2 separate regions of the Anas platyrhynchos genome follow, and region 2 is linked to region 1. The links are chromatin contacts, called in public Hi-C maps. All regions are on one chromosome and are shown on one strand. The core of a region is the stretch at or near the end of the contact, and the rest is flanking DNA. Distances in the headings are between cores, read along the strand shown.

Evidence for each region. A called contact is a pair of places that touch in the nucleus more often than the background predicts.
Region 2: a contact with region 1 is called in a Hi-C map of liver, with 6 times the contacts expected there. The contact joins two enhancer-like sites. A contact is called at or near these places in 2 of 8 Hi-C or Micro-C datasets (F1 follicle and liver).

Annotation. Positions count from the first base shown.
Region 1 is chr6:26,961,105-26,964,940 of IASCAAS_PekinDuck_T2T, reverse strand. It overlaps SLIT1 (slit guidance ligand 1), which reads right to left. Exons shown (of 37, transcript XM_038181014.2): 21 at 3,764-3,836; 22 at 3,084-3,152; 23 at 2,789-2,860; 24 at 2,508-2,579; 25 at 2,326-2,397; 26 at 1,491-1,654; 27 at 1,135-1,259; 28 at 884-981; 29 at 217-356; 30 at 1-61. Among named protein-coding and RNA genes, the nearest start is that of SLIT1, 36 kb to the right of the region's middle. Within about 2 kb of position 2,215, at least 1 of the 8 cell types and tissues checked has an H3K27ac peak or open chromatin away from gene starts, as enhancers often do.
Region 2 is chr6:27,058,315-27,062,150 of IASCAAS_PekinDuck_T2T, reverse strand. No RefSeq gene overlaps it. Among named protein-coding and RNA genes, the nearest start is that of LCOR, 8.8 kb to the right of the region's middle. Within about 2 kb of position 2,055, at least 2 of the 8 cell types and tissues checked have an H3K27ac peak or open chromatin away from gene starts, as enhancers often do.

The DNA.
Region 1 (3,836 bases), core at 966-3,465:
CCGTGCTGGCAGGGGCTGAGTTCGGCCGAGCAGAAATCTGGTGGCTGCTCGCAGAAATCCCCTGTGGGGCAGAAACAGGGTGCAGGGGGGTACCCAGACGGGTCCCCACATGGCTCCAGGCCTCGGGGGACAGCCTCAGACCCCAGAAAAACACCGGGCACGTCCCGCTGATGGGATGGTGAGGCCGTGGGGCCAGCCGGCTCCCACACCAGTTACCTGTGTAGTGGGCAGGGCACAGGCAGGTGTAGTTGGTGGCCCCGGGCACGCAGGAGCCCCCGTTCTCACAGCTGTGCTCCTTGCAGGGGTCACTGATGGCGTGGCAGCTCGGGCCCTCAAAACCCGCTGCACACAGGCACCTACAAGGCAGAAACCAGCATTTTTGGGGGTGATCCCCCCAAAACCACCAGCACACAACCTTGGCACAGAGCACGCGTGCACACGGGGGCTCTGGGGAGCAGGGTCCTGCGCACCCCTGCCCTGCAGCTGCCCAGGGAGCGGCGTGGTGCAGCCCGGCCGGGAGCTTGGTGAGGATGCTGAGTTGCCAAGACAATGGGCTGAGAGAGGCCATTTAGCACGGGAGGCCGGGAGGCTGCACGGCTCTCCTCCACCTGCAGCCCGGTGGCTATTTTCGGCTGCTAATTGTACCCCAGTTCCCAGAACAGCCTCAAGCATTCGGGGTAGCAAGGGTTAGGCAGGGGCACGGCTGCGGGACCAGGGCCACATCCTGCCCTGTGCCACGGCTGCAAACAGTGCCCAGCAGAGGGACAGAGGTGCCGGGTCTCCAGGAGATGGGAAGGAAGCACCTTGCATGTCCCTGGGCTGCTGGAGCTCCATGCCGCTGCCCCAACACCCAAATTTTAAGGTCACCCCATCCTGCACTCACCTGAACCCGGCTCCTTCCCCCTCCTGGGGCTGGCAGGTGCCGCCGTTGGCACAGGGTTTGGAGGAGCAGCCGTCGAGAGCCACCTCGCAGTCCCTGCCCTGGGAACAGAGGGAGCAGTGGGAGCGAGGAGGGGGCCGTGGCACCGCGCCCTGTCCCCCCCCGGCTGCTGCGGGCGTGCAGAGCCCCTGTGCTGTGACCCCACATGGCGCAGGGACGTGAGCCCCCAGCTGGGGACCCCAGGACCATGCTACCTTGTAGCCGGCGGGGCAGGCGCAGCGGTAGGAGCCGAGCGGGTCGTTGTGGCAGGTGCCCTGGTTCTGGCAGGGGCTGGAGAGGCAGGGGTTGCACTTGGCCTGGATGCTCAGGGCTGGGGGCCCTGCGGGGAGGGAAGCGGGGATGTGGCCGTGCTTGGTTGGTCACCAGGGATTTGCCCCCAGCAAGGGGACAGAAGCAGCCGTATCTGATGAAATCCTCCCCGTGCCGGTGTCCCTCGTGCCCACGGCGCATCGCTGCCGTGCACGGAGCAGGAGGCAGCCCGGCTCGCCCACGGAGGGCACGGATGGACAGACAGACAGACAGACAGGCAGGCAGCCCAGGCGCTGCTCACCCTGGCACTCAAACTTCTTGGCGGGGGTGGTGAGCAGCAGCTTCCCTTCCATGTCGGGGGGCCCGGCGCAGCGGGCGATGCCCGGCTCCTTGTACCCGGTCTTGACCCAGCTGGAGAGCCAGCGCAGGTTGCAGCTGCAGTACAGGGGGTTGGCCCCGATGGCTCTGCGGGGGAAGCAAGGGCAAAGCTGGGGGTCCCGAGGGCTGCGGTGCCTCCCCCCCAGCCCATGTCCCTGCTCCTTGTGCTAAAACACCCTGAGCCCCCATCCCGCTGCAGGGAAGGGCACTTCGTCTGCCACGCCTGGAAAAAGCAGGGGAAAATCTCCCAGCGCTGCAGCAGGGGCAAGCAGTGGGGGCAGAGAAGCAGGGCAGGCACGAGGCGGTGGGGACGGTGCACGCTGTGCTCAGGAGAGGTGCCAGGCCTTGAGGAGGCAGCAGCGGCACGAGCCGGCGGCAGCGGGGCTGTGCAGGGCTGTGGCTGCAGGCGGACGGCGAGGAGGAGGGAAAGGCAGAGGGGAAGGGGTGGCGAGGGCAGGGGGTCTTCCTGAGGGCATCCCAGGCACTGAGATGCTCTCAGCATCCGCAGGAGCAGCTCCTGCAATCTGGAGCAGGACCAGCTGCTGGCACAGAGAGCGGCAAACACATTGCCACGGCACAGCAGATGTGGCACGAGCACGCCTGGACCAGGGCTCGCAGTGCGGGGAGGGCTGGCACAGCGCTGGTACACCCTGCAAATACTGCCCCCAGCACCAGCCCAAAGGGAAAGGGAAGCAGCACGACCCCTAGACAGCCCTTTTGCAGGTTTCCCAAGCCTGCGTTCAGCAGGAGACACTCACAGGTGGGACAGGGAGGTGACGTCCGCGAAGATGCCCTCGGGGAGGCTGGAGATGTCATTGCCGTGGAGAGACCTGCGGAGAGCAGGGGGCCCCGTGATCCCAGCGCCTCCGGGTCCCCTGCGAGTGACAGGGGGACGTGGGGACAGCGCGGGGCGGCGAGCAGGGCTGGGGCAGGCACTTACAGCAGGCGCAGGGAGCGCAGCCCCTCGAAGGCCAGCGGTGGGATGCACTGCAGGGAGTTGTAGCTCAGGATCCTGCGCAAGGGAAGGAGGAGGCCACACAGCATGGCGGGCACCACGAGAAGCCGCTGCGAGCTGCACGCCAGCCACCCCACGTCCTGCCCCCCAGCACTCCCAGCAGCTCAGCCACCCCTTTATCCAGGTGGAGGGGGAGATCCCGGCGTCCCCCAGCACTTTTGGGGTCCCCTAGGGACATCCCCCCGCAGCCCGGGGAGCGCACTTACAGGGTGGTGAGCTGGCTCATGTTGGTGAAGGAGGAGTTGCTGAGGGAGCTGATCCTGTTGTTGCTCAGGTCGCTGCAAAACACAGAGCCCAGGGGCTGGGGCCAGCCCTGCCTCGTCCCCGCCGGCTGCCCACCCACCCGCACGGCTCCGATGTCCGTAGGGTGCTGGGGTGCTCCCAGCCAGCCGTGTCCCCATGTGGTGGGCAGAGCACCGGGTCCCCGCGCACATCCCTGCCCTCCTGGCGGTGGCACGGCACGGGGACAGCCTGCTGGGGCTCCTGCCCCTGGCTACTTACACAAGCTGCAGGTACTTGAAGGTGGAGAGCTGCCCCGGCACCTGTGTGAACTGGTTTCCATCCAGGTAGCTGCAGGGAGGAGGGCAGCACCTTGGGGTGGCCGAGGAGCACCCTCTGCCCTCCCACTTCTGCGCCGAGCCCCCCATGGGCTTTGGGCTGCAGGAGCACCCCAGCATCACCTCCCTCCCTGCACCCACAGGGATCTCAGGACCCCCCCGGCTGCCGGGGAGCCGGGACGCACACGCATTTGCACACCCACGGGCCCCACACGGGGGTCCCCGGGGGCAGCTCCCCGGCAGTGTGTGTGAGGCAGACATGTGCTGCCTTTACACACCCGCCGCCAGCGTGGGCGGCCGCAAGCACTCGCAAGGCAAGTGCGAGAGAGGAGGATGTGGGGAGAGGAGGGGGGTGCGAGACGGAGCAGGGGTGTGAGGGGGTGGCATGCATATGCATGTGCACAGCCCGTGCACGGGGCAGGCTGCTGGGGACCCTGCGCTGTGACAGCAGCCCCTTGCACACCAGCCCTGGGGGCTCTGAGGCTGCAGAGGGCTCAGCCCCGTGTTGGGGTAGCGCTTGGCACGGTCCCCTTGCCCCCAGGCAGGACAGGGGTGCACCCTGACCCCAGAAACCCTGCAGCAGAGTGGTGGAGGAGGAAGGGAGCCCCTCGACGCGGCACTCACAGCTCGGTGACGTTCTTGGGGATGCCCCTGGGCAGGGCCTTGAGGTGCTTGTTGCTGCAGCGGACCACGGTGT
Region 2 (3,836 bases), core at 806-3,305, 97 kb before region 1:
CGGAAGCAAATTAGGAGGGAAATGATTTCTCCTTCCCAGCAAGCAGCAGAAAGGTGGAAGGCTGGGCTGGGAGCAGCACCTCCTCCAAGCCACCTTAGTGCTGGTGGCTCCGTGGGCAGCCGGGAGCTGTGTCCCAGGCTGCAGTGCCCATCTCTGGGGGTTTTCTGCTCACAACTTCGTGGAGGGAGCGTTTCAAGCCAGGCTGTCTCTGCCCTGATACCCTTTTGGGAAGGCTGGTCCAAAATTTCCCTCCTGGCAGGGCTAGAAAACCCTCCAGTTCCCCATCTACAATTATTCACGGCTTTGTGCCGTCGTGGCACGACTTCCAGCTTTTCATAACATTTTCTTAGCTGTTATCTCCTTTCAGTGCTGCTTCGGAAATGTTTTTGTCTGCTCTCAGCCTCTGGCTGGGACAACCAAGCCCCCAGTAGGTCTGCATCAGCTGCCGCTTGTTTGTCTCCGGACCCAAACAGGCTCTTTCTGCGCAGTGGAAATTTATCCTTTCCGGCTGCAGAGCTGCGGGGATGTGCTGGAAGAAGTCTCACAATGCCTTGCGCAATGGCAATAATGTTTTCTGTCTCTGCTAAAAATAACTTGTCTGATGCATCCTCGCATCGTGCCATTCCTCTTGCACAGAAGCATCACGCTGCCGCTTCGCGTTCATCCTTCAGCACAGCCAGGTCTTTTTATTCCTTCGGTGCTTCCATTTCACCAGTTTATAGCAAACATCCTAATTTCTTCTTCCCAGGTTCCCAGGCCTGCCCTTTCTGCTGTTATATTTCACCCTGTGGCTGGGCTCAGGCGATGCTACGGATTCAGGAGGAATCCCAGCTAGCTGACTCGTGGTTTCGCGCCCCAGTTACACCCCAGCCAAACTTTTACTTCCAGCTCGGACATCATTTCTGCTGCCCTATTCCCGTTTCTCTAGGTCTCTGGTCGCTCCCTGCCTTCCCACTATCACCGTTTTGGCAGCAGAACAAAGCCCACGGCTGCGGGGCTGGCAGAGCACCCTCGCCACCCTCTGAAGCCACATCTGACATCGTCGTGTTTTACTTCGCAGCCAATCGATTCGGAAATTTGCCTCCTCTCTTGTCGGAGGATACCTGAGCCCTGCTTTTTTCCGCTGCTGCTTATTGCCTGGCATTCAGTGGGAAATTAAAGGCTGCTGTAATTGCACAATTTCTGCTCTTTATTCTCCTCGTAGCCTTAGAGACAGCGCAGTGGATGCTCAAGGCCGCGTCTGGTGTGCAGCCAGCCCCGAGAATACCCGCGTGGGGCCCTTTTTACTGCCCTTTCTCAGGCCACATCTTATCCATGTCACCCCTTTCATGCCCTCGCAGCAGCAATTGAGCCCTAGGAGATCAGGCTGCCAGGACAAACGGGCTTAAGGCTTCCTGGTGCAACTCCAGGGAGACCCGCACGGCGCTGTGTGAGGTCAGCTGCGAGGCGAAGGGCACGGGGGAGCCACGAGGCTGTGAGGCGGCGTGTCGTACCAAGCCCTGCTCCCAGGTGAGCTGGCGAGCATCGGGAGCTGCTTCTTCACACGGCTTATTTTTAGAGGCAGGAAGGATGTGGAGAAGGAGCGGCAAATGCTTCTGTTACCTAGAGACTGTTGGGGATCGTCCCTAAATAAAGAGGCCGTCCTGCGAGCCCCCGGGGACCAAGGGTTTTCCAAATGATGTGTTTACTAGGACAACGCTGCAGAGGCTTAAAATAATGGTAATAATAAAACCCCAAACAACTCCGAAACCGAATTTAACAGCTCCAGCCATGCAGCTCGGGCTTTTCCAGGCTCTGAAGCCTGGCAGCCAGTCGGGTTTTGTTCCATTTTGTTCTGTTTTCCCCACTTTGTTCCATTTTCAAGCCCACAATTGCTACCTCGTGTCTGGCAGGAGCAAAGGGACCTGCAGGATGTGGCTGCTCACGGATTGTGGCTGCCACCGGGGGAAAATGAATAAATCAGTGTCCTCCGGGTGCGGCCGGAGGCAGGCTCCGGAGACGGCGATGCTATCCATGGCCTGGATAAAGGGAACGGGTCAGGGCAGGACAGGGTCCCTGAGTGCCGATAGCAACCGGGGGAAGAGGTGAGAGCAGCCAGCACCACTCGCTGCCGTGGGCAGCTGTTCGCTTAATCTCTCCTGCGTGGTGCTTTGACTAGTGGCTAAGTCCTCGGACCGTGGCGCTCCCCATTTGACTATTCACCTCCATCATCTGTTCACGAGGCGGCCGCGGGTTTATCGGGACCGAAATCTGGCCTGAAGCCGTCGGTCACCGCCTTGTTTGAGCGGCGTTTCCTTCAGCCTGCTGGGAGGCACATAACGGGCTGAGGCTGGTCCCAAACCTCGGGAGGAATCGTTCATCGACCCGTTCCTGTTAAACCACAGCTGCCTGCGAGGCACTGTAATATTGCAAAAAATCTCTGAGCGTGCACAGCGGCGTTTGGGAATTGGAGGCTCTGGTAAAGTCGCTTTTCTTGGCTCTTCTTCCCTCCCAGCCTGCTGTAGGGCCCTCAGCTCCCTGTAGGCTTCCTCCTACTGTCTAAAACATGTTTTTATTAGTAATCTTTGTGTTTTTAGCAAGCTGCTGTTCAAAAGCGATTTTGGCTGGCCTAAATGTGTGGCGGTTCGTTGTTTTTTTTTTTAACTTGTCAGAATTTGGGATTTTCTGTGTTTTATCTGTGGCCATGACAGACTTCTTGAAGGATGTCTTTTTACTTCTCGATGTCGTCCTTGCTGAGCTGTTTGACTGTGCCATATTTGGAGATTTTTGTTGGTTAGCATATTTTGACTGACGGCATATTTAAAGCTTTAAACACAGGGACTCCGTGTCACTCGCGAGCACTTTGTCCCTTCCTCAGCTGCTTTCAAATTCTTAATTACTTTCCTGAAGTTTGCCCTTGTTCCCTTTTGAAGAAGGGTGGACTCCTCTCCCTTTTTGAAGTTACATCGCACTGCAATGTACTTTTTTTTCTTAATTTTTCCTCCCTGCAGTAATGAATTTGAGCACATTGTGTTCCCTACGCGTTATCATTCGCTCTTCCATTTCAGACTCTCCCCCCGGTGCACTCCTCATGACTAACTCAGGACTTCATCCTCCACTTGGCTCCTCTGAGTGGTCGTTCTAAGAACTGTTGATGGCTAAAAATACCGTCTTTGCATCATTCTTTGACATGGGGGTAATATCTCCCGTTATTATTATGTTTTCTCCCCCGACAACCTCTCCAACTCCTCCAACTGTATTTCATTTCACCGTCCTAATCAGGTGGTCAATAGCGTGTGCTTGGTATTACTTAGACACATATCAATGCTTGGAGGCTCTCTGCTAGCTTAAACAAAATCCCAGATTACTTTTATCTTTTTTTCTTTATTTTTTTTTTCTGGAACATGGGCAAATGGTGTCCTGGTAGCCTGAATCATTTTCTGTGGTTTCGTGCCTCGAGCTGCTGTTTTTGCAATCTCCTGAAACATGTCAAGATCTTACGTTGACTTTTTTTTTTTTTTTTTTGATGTTGTTGCTTTTTAAAAATAGAATTCACATGTTCGATGTCTAGCTCTGGGCTTTCCTGTATGAAACTGGCTTCCTCCAACCAGCCCCTATTTCGGTTTGCTGAATCTCCCTTTGTTACTGAAAATAAAACTCCCATCACCTTGGGGAAGGGCAAAGAGACTTGCCAGCTGTATGCCCTCTCCTCATCTTTGGCAACGCCAGGAAGCATTTCATGATCCTTACAGGTTAAGATCAGCTTAGTGTGTATGAAGACATTCCCTCTATATACCCGTACACATTCCTGCCAGGTTGATAGGTATGGAAATCATGCCCTCACTCGGTCTCTATTT